2 separate regions of the Mus musculus genome follow, and region 1 is linked to region 2. The links are chromatin contacts, called in public HiChIP or PLAC-seq maps. All regions are on one chromosome and are shown on one strand. Each heading gives the region's core, a stretch centred on a gene start, on an enhancer-like site or on the middle of the called end of the contact. The rest is flanking DNA. Distances are from core to core; before and after follow the strand shown. Region 1 overlaps Smpdl3b (sphingomyelin phosphodiesterase, acid-like 3B). Region 2 overlaps Sesn2 (sestrin 2).

Region 1 (4,614 bases), core at 896-3,395, 250 kb after region 2:
CAGAGCCCTTCCCCCCAAGCAAGACCCCTCAAAGGAGTCTATTGATTTCTGGGCCCAAGAAACTGAGAAATGGCTGGGCAGTGGTGGCACATGACTTTAGTCCCAGCACTCCAGAGGCAGAGGCAGAGGCAGGCAGATCTCTAAGTTCAAGGCCAGCCTGGTCTACAAAGTGAGTTTTAGGGAAGCCAGGACGACACAGAGAGACCCTGTCTGGAAACAGAGCCCCACCCCAGTACCTGCCACCAAAACAAAGAAACTGAGGACTGACCAGGTCCTCCTGACACATTGCCATATTCCTTAAGGGGGTTAGCCTTTCCACTCCTCCTGCATGGAGCCCATGGCATGATCACTCCCATCTCATAATGAGGGACAGTCAAGAACGTCATGGGTTCATCCCAGCTCCTAGAATCATCCACTGAGACTGGCAGAGGGAGCACCTGGAACTGTCCTTGAACCTGGTCCTCACACCTGGGTCACCACATCCTGTAGGAAGTCCTTTCCTATGCTGCTATGTGGATCAGGTTCCTTGTGCAATTTGCATACCCCCACAGGTGGCTCCCTGCTGGCTGGAAAAGTATGGACCCTGGGCTCACCTGGATCCTCTGGAAGTCTAAGGCCCTCTGAGGGCCAGTCCCTGTCTCTACCATCTCAGTTCCCCAGTGTCTACCCCAGGACTGAGCAAGTGCCAGGCTGATTGGCCAAGTTCTCTACATCCTGCATATTCACCTGAGATGAAGATTAAAAGAGACAGAGGAGGTGAGGGGCCCGGCTCACAGGTGAAATCCGACTGCTCTTACCCTGTCCAGAGAATGAAGTCAGGCTTTGGTTCAATCTCCTTCATGGCATACAAGGACGAGTTGATAAGGGCCCAAGGAGAATCGCAGAGGTAGTCCCCCCAGGGGCCAGCATTTAGCACAGGCTGGGAGCCGGCCGACGGGCACACCTGGAGGGGGTCTTTGGATACGGTGTAGTTGGGGTCCAGATGCAGGTCGGAGATGTGCCAGAACCTCCCTGTGGGGAAAGAGAACCTCCCTCAATACTGGATGAGGAAGCGGCCCTGAGATAAACACAGGCTCCTCTGGACACCAGGTTTCCAGAAAAAGTTCTACGGACCAGCTCTGTTCAGCCAGTGACTTCTTTTTTTTTTTAAAGATTTATTTATTTTTTATATGTAAGTACACTGTAGCTGTCTTCAGACACACCAGTAGAGGGCATCAGATGTCATTACAGATGGTTGTAAGCCTCCATGTGGTTGCTGGGATTTGAACTGAGGACCTTCGCGGAAATACAGTCGGTGCTCTTAACCACTGTCTCTCCAGCCCCCGCCAGTGACTTCCTGTTGAAGGTTCTTACCATTGCCATCCCTGTACTGACAGAAGGTGCATAAGAGACGGGGTCATATGACCCTCAAAGTGCTGAACCAGGTGCTGGTTTGCAAATTAAGGTGAGAAAAGTGTATAGGTTTGAACAGTCAGACTCGGGATCCACCAAGGAGCTGGATGGCCTTGGGCAAGTTCAGTCACTCAGAGAGCCTATGGCTAGGTCCAGACCCTGCATACCTCAGTGAGATATGAGCAAAAAAAAAAAAAAAAAAAAAAAAAAACCAAAATTGGACCTGGGGGAGAAGGCTTACACACAAATGAGTTGGGAGACCTTGAAACCCTGGGGAGTCTGTGTGGGAATGAGAGGGGAGCACAACAGAGGATGATGGACTATCCCATGGGACGGTGCTCCTCACATGGGTGTGCTCACCACGACAGGACGTCAGCATGCACTGTGGGAGGCAAGTTTGTTATAGTGTTTGACAGGATTTTGCTCCAAACCAAGGGAATCTAATGTAACACAGAGAAAGGAAATAGAAGCCAGCAAGGTGGAGCACGGAGCTGCATAACCAGTCTCTCTCTGTCTCTGTCTGTCTGTCTGTCTCTCTCTGAGACAGAACTGGCTTTGAACCCAAGATCCTCCTACGTCAGTCTCCCAAGTGCTAGGCCTACTGGTGCACACCAGCACACCCAGCTCTCCATGACTGCAGACTGCATATTGAAAGTAGGTGTAGCCTCTGCCCTCGATCCAGTGTTCTGGGCTGGTGTTGGGAGAAGCCGGGGGAATTACCTCACCAGCCACCGCCTATGTAACTTCCTCCTCCACTTCCTCAAACTGTGAATGAAGCCTGCTTCCTTCCCTACAGGAAGCCGAGTCTAAGGCTGGGACCAGAACTTGAATGTGAAACCAAAACAGGCCCTGGCTCCTGTCAGTCCTAAACTTCTCTTCACAGGTGCTCTTAGGAGCTTAGGGAAAGAAAAAGACCTTGCCTGCCTTTCCTGACCTATGCCTGATTTGTGGAAAGGACCTAAAACTTGCTTACACTAAGGTATGAATGTCTGATTAAGCAAATCATTACCCCTCCCGTACGCAGTACCGCTGCCCTGCCCACAGCCCTGGGAAGCTTGGATTACTAAGGTCCACTTTCCTGATAAGGAAGCAAAGTTCAGAGGTCACCAGGCCTGAGATCACGTGGCCAGTGGGTCCGGTCCTATGGCTCAGACTCTCTAAGGAGATGTGATTGCTGTCTGGTGAGCCCAGTACCCTACTGTCTTAGATGGGTGTCTCAGTTGACAGTGTGAGCTTACATTTTGAATTTTTTACCCAAATGAAAATTTTATTTATTTATTTATTTATTTAAAGATTTATTTAAAGATTTATTTATTTATTTATTATATGTAAGTACACTGTAGCTGTCTTCAGACACTCCAGAAGAGGGAGTCAGATCTTGTTACGGATGGTTGTGGATGGTTGTGAGCCACCATATGGTTGCTGGGATTTGAACTCCAGACCTGTGGAAGAGCAGTCGGGTGCTCTTACCCACTGAGCCATCTCACCAGCCCGAAATTTTTATTTATAATAGGAAGGGATTTAACCTTTCCATACAGATTTCAACCCCTAATATATTTGAAATAATTCCTACAGGAGCAAAACCCTAAGCCAGGGTAAAGGGATTAAATGCCTCATTCTATTCAGCAAGTGGATGGGTTAGTGTACCTTCCAAGTGCCATGGCATCTGCTAGCTCGTGCCTCTGGCCATGCGTTAGGCCAAGCTGGCCAGCCTAATGCAACCAGCCTAATGTTACCAACTTCCGTCTGGTGTCCTCGGAGGACCCGGGCAGAGGCATTGCCCTGCCTCAAGGATGATCTTTTTCAGTTAACCACAAGCACCAACCACTTGGTCTCTCTGATGTCAGCCACAGTGAACATTTCTTCATTCCAGAAAGTCCTGGCTAGTGGTGAGGCCATACCAGTTGTCAGTAACTAGTCAAAGTGAAACTACATCCAGAGGCCCCAACACCTCTGAGTTGGGTGTGTGTGTGTGGTATGTTGGGTGTGGTGGGTGTGTGTGTCTGGTGTGTGTGGTGTGTGTATGTGTGAGTTGGGTGTGTGTGTGTGTGTGTGTGTGTGTGTGTGTGTGTGTGTTGCTGTAAATCAAACTCAGGGCGTCCTGCATGCTCTACTACTGAACATATTCCTAGCCCTCCCCGCATTGCCTTGTTTTGAGAAAAATCATATTACAGTGCTCAGACAGATGGCACGAGTTCAGGTGAACCTTCCCCCATTCGGCCTTCCAAGTACGAAAGGTGTGTGCCACCACTAAGCAGTTGAAGTAAAGACTCTTTTTTTTTTTTTTTTTTTTTGAAGAGGTTAGAGGGTGAGTGGGGTTTTAAGACAGGGCTTTCCTATGGAGCTCTGGCTGTCCTGGAACACACTCTGTAGCCCAGGGTGACCTTGAACTCAGAGATCTGCCTGCCCTTGCCTCTAGAATGCCAGAATTAAAGGCATGCACCACCACTGCCTGAAGTAAGGATTTTTTTGTTATTGTTGTTTTTCTTTTTCTTTTTTCTTTCTTTCTTTTTTTTTGTTTTTGTTTTCGTTTTTTTGTTTTTTGTTTCGAGACAGAGTTTCTCTGTGCAGTCCTGGCTGTCCTGGAACTCACTCTGTAGACCAGGCTGGCCTTGAACTCAGAAATTCGCCTGCCTCTGCCTCTTAGTGCAGGGATTAAAGTAAGGATTCTTATGCTGATTTGAGAGATAAGTCAACCTCCCTGACTCAGAGGTGGCAAATGGGACTATTGTAATTCTTTGATCCCAGGAAACTGGCTGTTAAGATGTATTAACCAAGGGGCTGCAGTGATGACTCTTCCAGAGGTCCTGAGTTCAATTCCCAACAACCACATGGTGGCTCACAATCATCTGTAATGGGATCTGATGACCTCTTCTGGAGTGTCTGAAGACAGCTACAGTGTACTCACAAATAAAATACATCTTAAAAAAAAAAGTATTAATCATCACCCCAGCTTTGTCAGGAAAAGAGACAGGAGGATGTCTGGGACTTGTAAAAAAAACCCACAAGCCCCATCTTGAAGGAGAGACCCTGCCTCAAAAGAATAGACAGAGAGTGACAGACGTCAGACACCCGACGCTTGCCTTGGGCATCCACACACTTGCACTTACAGAGGCACACACGTAATTAATTAAATCTTAAAAAAAATAAGAGCAGCCAGGCAGTGGTGGCGCACGCCTTTTATCCCAGCACTCGGGAGGCAGACGCAGAGGCAGGCAGATT
Region 2 (4,723 bases), core at 1,872-4,371:
ATCGATGTCATTTCACCTCAATGGGTTGCAGCTTCAAGGTGGCCTCCCACTACCCAGCTCAGGGCCACCTCGGTCAGAAAACACCACTGCCATTTCCCAGTCCCCAGTGCCAGACATGCTAAATGGGTGGCGGGGCTGAGCACCCAAGCAATGCTGGACTTGGTTTTGTAGTGCCAGGGATGGAGCCTGGGACCTCACACACAGGAGGCAAACAGAATTACTGAGCCTCAAGCTCATCCCAGTTGACTTCCAATGCCAGCGATTCCCAGTCTTGCAATCACTGGGCACAGGCAAAGGCAGGGCCGAGGCCATGGGGTCAAGTCTGTGACGTAATCCCAGCTTCTGGCTTACACTAGGATGTGAACTCTGGCCTTCAGGAAATGGACAAACATCCCATTAGCAAAGACTACAAAACAAACCTCAGCACTTTTATTTCTATTACTGTTTACAAGGTCCAAGATTTCTGCACTTTAACACTGGATGCCCTTCCCCACCCACCCAGGGGACACTGTCGGCATCATCGTGTCCCCTCTAGAACTTCCCCCCATGCTGGGGCCCCCTCCTCTCTTGCCCACCTTCACTGCAGGGAGAGCTTTCAAGCCTGGAGGGGGTACTAGTGGCTTCCCGTGCCTGCACGGGCGTCAAGTGTGGCACACTGGCCAGGCTCCTGTGGTGCCTGGCCTGATGGAGATGAGCTGGAGATGGCAGCAGGGTGTCTTGGTTTCCTCAGACAGCTCTGGACTGGTCTGAGAGGAGGCACCCATCTACTGCTGCTGGTGGAAGGGGAAGGGACATCAGAATTCACAGTTGTTTGCTCTGCAAAGTGCTTGTCGGTGGTGGCTGCTTCTGCCAAGTCATCCATTTAAATCCGGGAGAGGGGACAGATGGGACACTGGGATGGGGGTGGTGTCCCTTGGAAGGCAGCCAGGAAAGGCTGACTGTGGAATAAGGGTCCCCAGGGGCCTTCAAGGTCTTGCGAGAAAAATCAGTCTGCTGCTGATGGTTTGGCCAGAGAGCCCAGAGGAAAGCGTCAAATCTTAAGAAATGTAAGCCAATCCCCCCAGTCTCCAATGTGAGGTCCAAGGAGTGGAGCCATGCGGCCCAGGGAAAGAGAACCTTGGTATATGCATCTTACTGGGTGGAGCCTGGTGTCACCTAAGAAAGGCTCAGGTTTTTTTGTTTTTGTTTGTTTGTTTTTGGCAAGCATTCTTGGCAGAACCCAAGGGATAAGGAGGTCAGGATGCCAGCCTCCGTGTGGCAATACCATCTAGAGGGACAGATTGACTCTGGCTCCACAGTGAGGTCCTCAAGACCCAAATACAGAGTTCACCAACAGCCACTCCTTACTCTTCAGACAGCAGGGAGACCACCACGGGCTCCAACTCTCCAGAGACAGTGTGTTCTTTGGATATGTTTGGCCCCTCTCCCAGGCCCCACACCACCAGGCATGGGAGAAAAGGGTATGAGGGCAAAGGAGACAGAAGAACTGAACCCCTACTCAGGTAACCAAAGAACAGGCTGCCCAGCAGAACAGGCTCTAGGGGAACTGGGCACACAGACCAGCTGTGAGTCCAACTTTCACATTGATGGGTGGGAGGCAGGTTGGGGGGCTGATGAAACTGGAGAATGAGGAAGGAGGGAAGGCGGGAAGGCAAACTTCCTGGAGTGCTAGTCCCTGGAGGTCCTTACTCCTCTCCCACACAGGCAGCCAGGGGCTTCCCAGTCCAGGAAGGCAGCTTTTGTGGTGCCTGGGGCCCAGCCTTAGCTCTGTAGCCTTCCTCTGCTTTTAGGAGCAGGGGAAGAAAAGGGGATGTGGCCCTTGGCCTTTCCGAATCTTCTTCCAGCTCCAGGTACAGAGCTCAGACCCCAAAGTCAGTGCGACGGTCCTGTTCAGTCCAGTGAGGAAAAGGAAAATGTGGCTTGCCCTGATGGCTGCCTGGGGCCACAGACATGCCCATCCCCAGCATGTGGTGGATAGACATGAGACAGAAAGGGTCCTTCCCAGATCTGTCTCCAGACACAGAAGTCCTTGCACAGAGGACGGTGGACCAGGGTCAGCTGCTCCTGGTGCTGGTCCTGCGTACGGGGTAGTCAGGTCATGTAGCGGGTGATGGCGCGCAGGGCATAGAGCAGGGCCGCTTGCATGCGGGCTTCAAGGAGCAGCAAGTTCACATGAACCTGGGGATGGGAGAGGACGAGGCTGGCTGACAACTCATCTTCCAGTCGACCGGTTCCCTGCCACTCACTCCACCAGCGCCTCCCACCAAGATGCCCTGGCCTTTCTGCTAAAACTCAGCACAATCTCGTAGAGATGATTGCTTTGCCTCCCAAGTCTGAAAAGAAGAGCTTCCAGCTAACTGGTTCTAAGGCTGGATCAAATGTCTCCATCCATAGTGTCATTTTGTCCCTTGTCATTATAAAGGGGAGACACTCAGAGGTAACTTGCCCAAAGTCACACTGCTCCTACGTGAGGATTAAGACCCACACCTAGGGCCAGGTGGTGGTGGTGGCTCATGCTAGCACCCAGGGGGCAGAGGCGGGCAGATATCTGTGAGTTTGAGGCCAGCCTGGTCTACAGAGTGAGTTCCAGGACAAATCAAGGTTACACAGAAAAAAGTCTCAAAAAAAAAAAAAAACCCATACAAATAAAAAATCTGCATTTATGCCCACCTAACCTGTGGAAAACAGGGAATAAAGTGCCCAATTTAAATGAAATCTGAAATTACATAGTAGAATAGAATTTAACCTGGGACAACAGGCCTAGGTGTACCACCCAGCAGGACAGTCACTTGGTCCCCTGACTCTTCGGTAGCCCCTCCCACGTCCGAGTCACCATTACCTTCTCTGAGTGGCGGAAGTGCCTCCAAAAGAGGTTGTACATCCTACGGGTCGTCTTCTCAGGGTAGCAGGCCACCGTCTTGATATAGATTTTGAGGTTCCGTTCCAGGAGCTGGTTTACCTCGCCGTAATCATAGTCATCGTATCTGATGGATGGACCCGACAAGCATTGCTCATGCTCTGCTCCCAGAAGCAGCCTGGCTCCCCTGCCCCCACCCCACAGAAGGAGGAACAGAGTGGCCAGAAAAGCGAGAAGGTGGGAAGCCGCGAGAAGCCTGGTTCCTCTTAGAAAAACAGCTGACATCATATGTCATCAGAGGTAACCAGGCTCACAGAGGAACACTCCAAGTAACACTGACAGCGGGCGTGCGCTACTGAGCTCTGACTGTCTGCCAGTCATGAGCCCTCGAGAGTATACACTCCAGTCATATACAATACTCGATGTTCATCAATTTAATTTTCCTGAGATTCAAAGAAGGCCCTTTCCCGAGACAGTAGACAGTGACTTTCAAATGCGGCTCTCCCACACTTACTGTCCTATAGTAAAAGACATGAAGGTCAGGGAGGGCTAACCATGAAGAAGAATGGAGCGGTTGAGGACAAAGCAGACAGGGTTAATGCTACCTCTGGACCAAATGAGGTCTAGAGAAGGCAGTTAACTCATTTGAAATCCAAAGCAAGCGAGTGAGCATAGAGTGAGCAGCCACGGTCTCTCCCTTCCTAGTCTGGTTTCTATGTGTGCCTGGACAGAAGGCAGGAGGGAAACACCTGAGAGCAGTAAAATTAGGTGAGCCCCTGAAGAGTGCGGCTGGGTTTTATGGTTGTTGTTTGGAGAGTCCTGTAGCCCAGCTGTTGAACTTGTTAAATAGCCAAGGGTGGCCATGAACTCCTGATCTTCCTGTCTTGGCCTTTCCAGTGCTGGATTTACAGGTATACATGAAAATAAATCAATTAAAAGAAAGAAAATAAAGAAAAGTAAAGGAAAAAACAAAACAAAACAAAACAGAAAAAGTCAGGAGCCAGGGGCTCAGCTCCCAGCTGCAATCCCAGCATTAGAAAGACTGAAACAGACAGTCAGCTCTGAGTTCAAGGTGCCCTGGGCTACCATGAGACCACATCTCAGAAAGAAACAAAGTTCTCTCTGTATCTCTTGGATAAGTCATGTTATTTTGGGCATTTACCTATAAGAACATGTGTGGGAGAGTGGCCAGTGCAAACTGTTTCTAAGAGTAAAAACTGCCGACAGTGCTGGTGGCCAAAGAGGCAGAGGAGTCCCAGGTCTGGCCCAACAGAGCCTCCGAGCCGCCTTGGGGGTGGGGAGAGAGGAGAACATAGGGAAGGGGGAAAAGGAACAAAAGGAAAACCAAGCCCACCCTGAAAAAACCCTAAATACTCAACAGTAAATAGCACAGGACTCCTAAAAAGGCCTTCCTCAAACACCAGTCAGCGGACAGGCGAGACGGTTCAATGGCTAAAGGAGCTGGCTGGCAAGACAGATGACCCAGGTCTGATCCCTGGGGTTCCAAATGGTGGAAGGGGAGAACCAACTCCAGCAAGTTTTCTTCTCACCTCCACATGTAGGCTGTGCCTCACATGTGTATGTGTGCACAAACATGCATACAAAGAAATAAAATACACACAATTGTTTTGAAGTCAGGAAGAGATTTAACAAGATAAAAAATGTATCTCACAATTCTATTTATTCTGTATACGTGACCACTGTCCACACGCCTGGCTCTCGTGTATAATTTCCATGAGCTGCATAATAGGTTATGAATGGAAATATCATTATTTATTTAAAGTACTCTGCTATGCATCTGTGCTGTCCTTATTTACTGTGAGAAAAGATATGCTATTGGAAATTTACAACGTATGCACATGTTTA

What was found. HiChIP or PLAC-seq counts read pairs in DNA pulled down with a chosen protein or histone mark.
Region 1: a contact with region 2 is called in an H3K27ac HiChIP or PLAC-seq map of microglia, with 4 times the contacts expected there. The contact joins two enhancer-like sites. A contact is called at or near these places in 1 of 39 promoter capture datasets (neural stem cells), 2 of 115 datasets of contacts at active chromatin or transcription factors (microglia and pancreatic cancer cells) and 2 of 9 other capture datasets (adipose tissue and pancreatic islet).

Annotation. Positions count from the first base shown.
Region 1 is chr4:132,745,681-132,750,294 of GRCm38.p6, forward strand. It overlaps Smpdl3b (sphingomyelin phosphodiesterase, acid-like 3B), which reads right to left. Exons shown (of 8, transcript NM_133888.2): 2 at 798-1,011. Among named protein-coding and RNA genes, the nearest start is that of Smpdl3b, 9.2 kb to the right of the region's middle. Within about 2 kb of position 2,146, at least 202 of the 459 cell types and tissues checked have an H3K27ac peak or open chromatin away from gene starts, as enhancers often do. A contact at or near this core is called in adipose tissue and microglia, where this site is marked.
Region 2 is chr4:132,491,625-132,496,347 of GRCm38.p6, forward strand. Sesn2 (sestrin 2) reads right to left here. Exons shown (of 10, transcript NM_144907.1): 9 at 2,840-2,984; 10 at 1,180-2,178. The coding sequence ends at 2,092. Among named protein-coding and RNA genes, the nearest start is that of Sesn2, 16 kb to the right of the region's middle. Within about 2 kb of position 3,122, at least 65 of the 459 cell types and tissues checked have an H3K27ac peak or open chromatin away from gene starts, as enhancers often do. A contact at or near this core is called in adipose tissue and microglia, where this site is marked.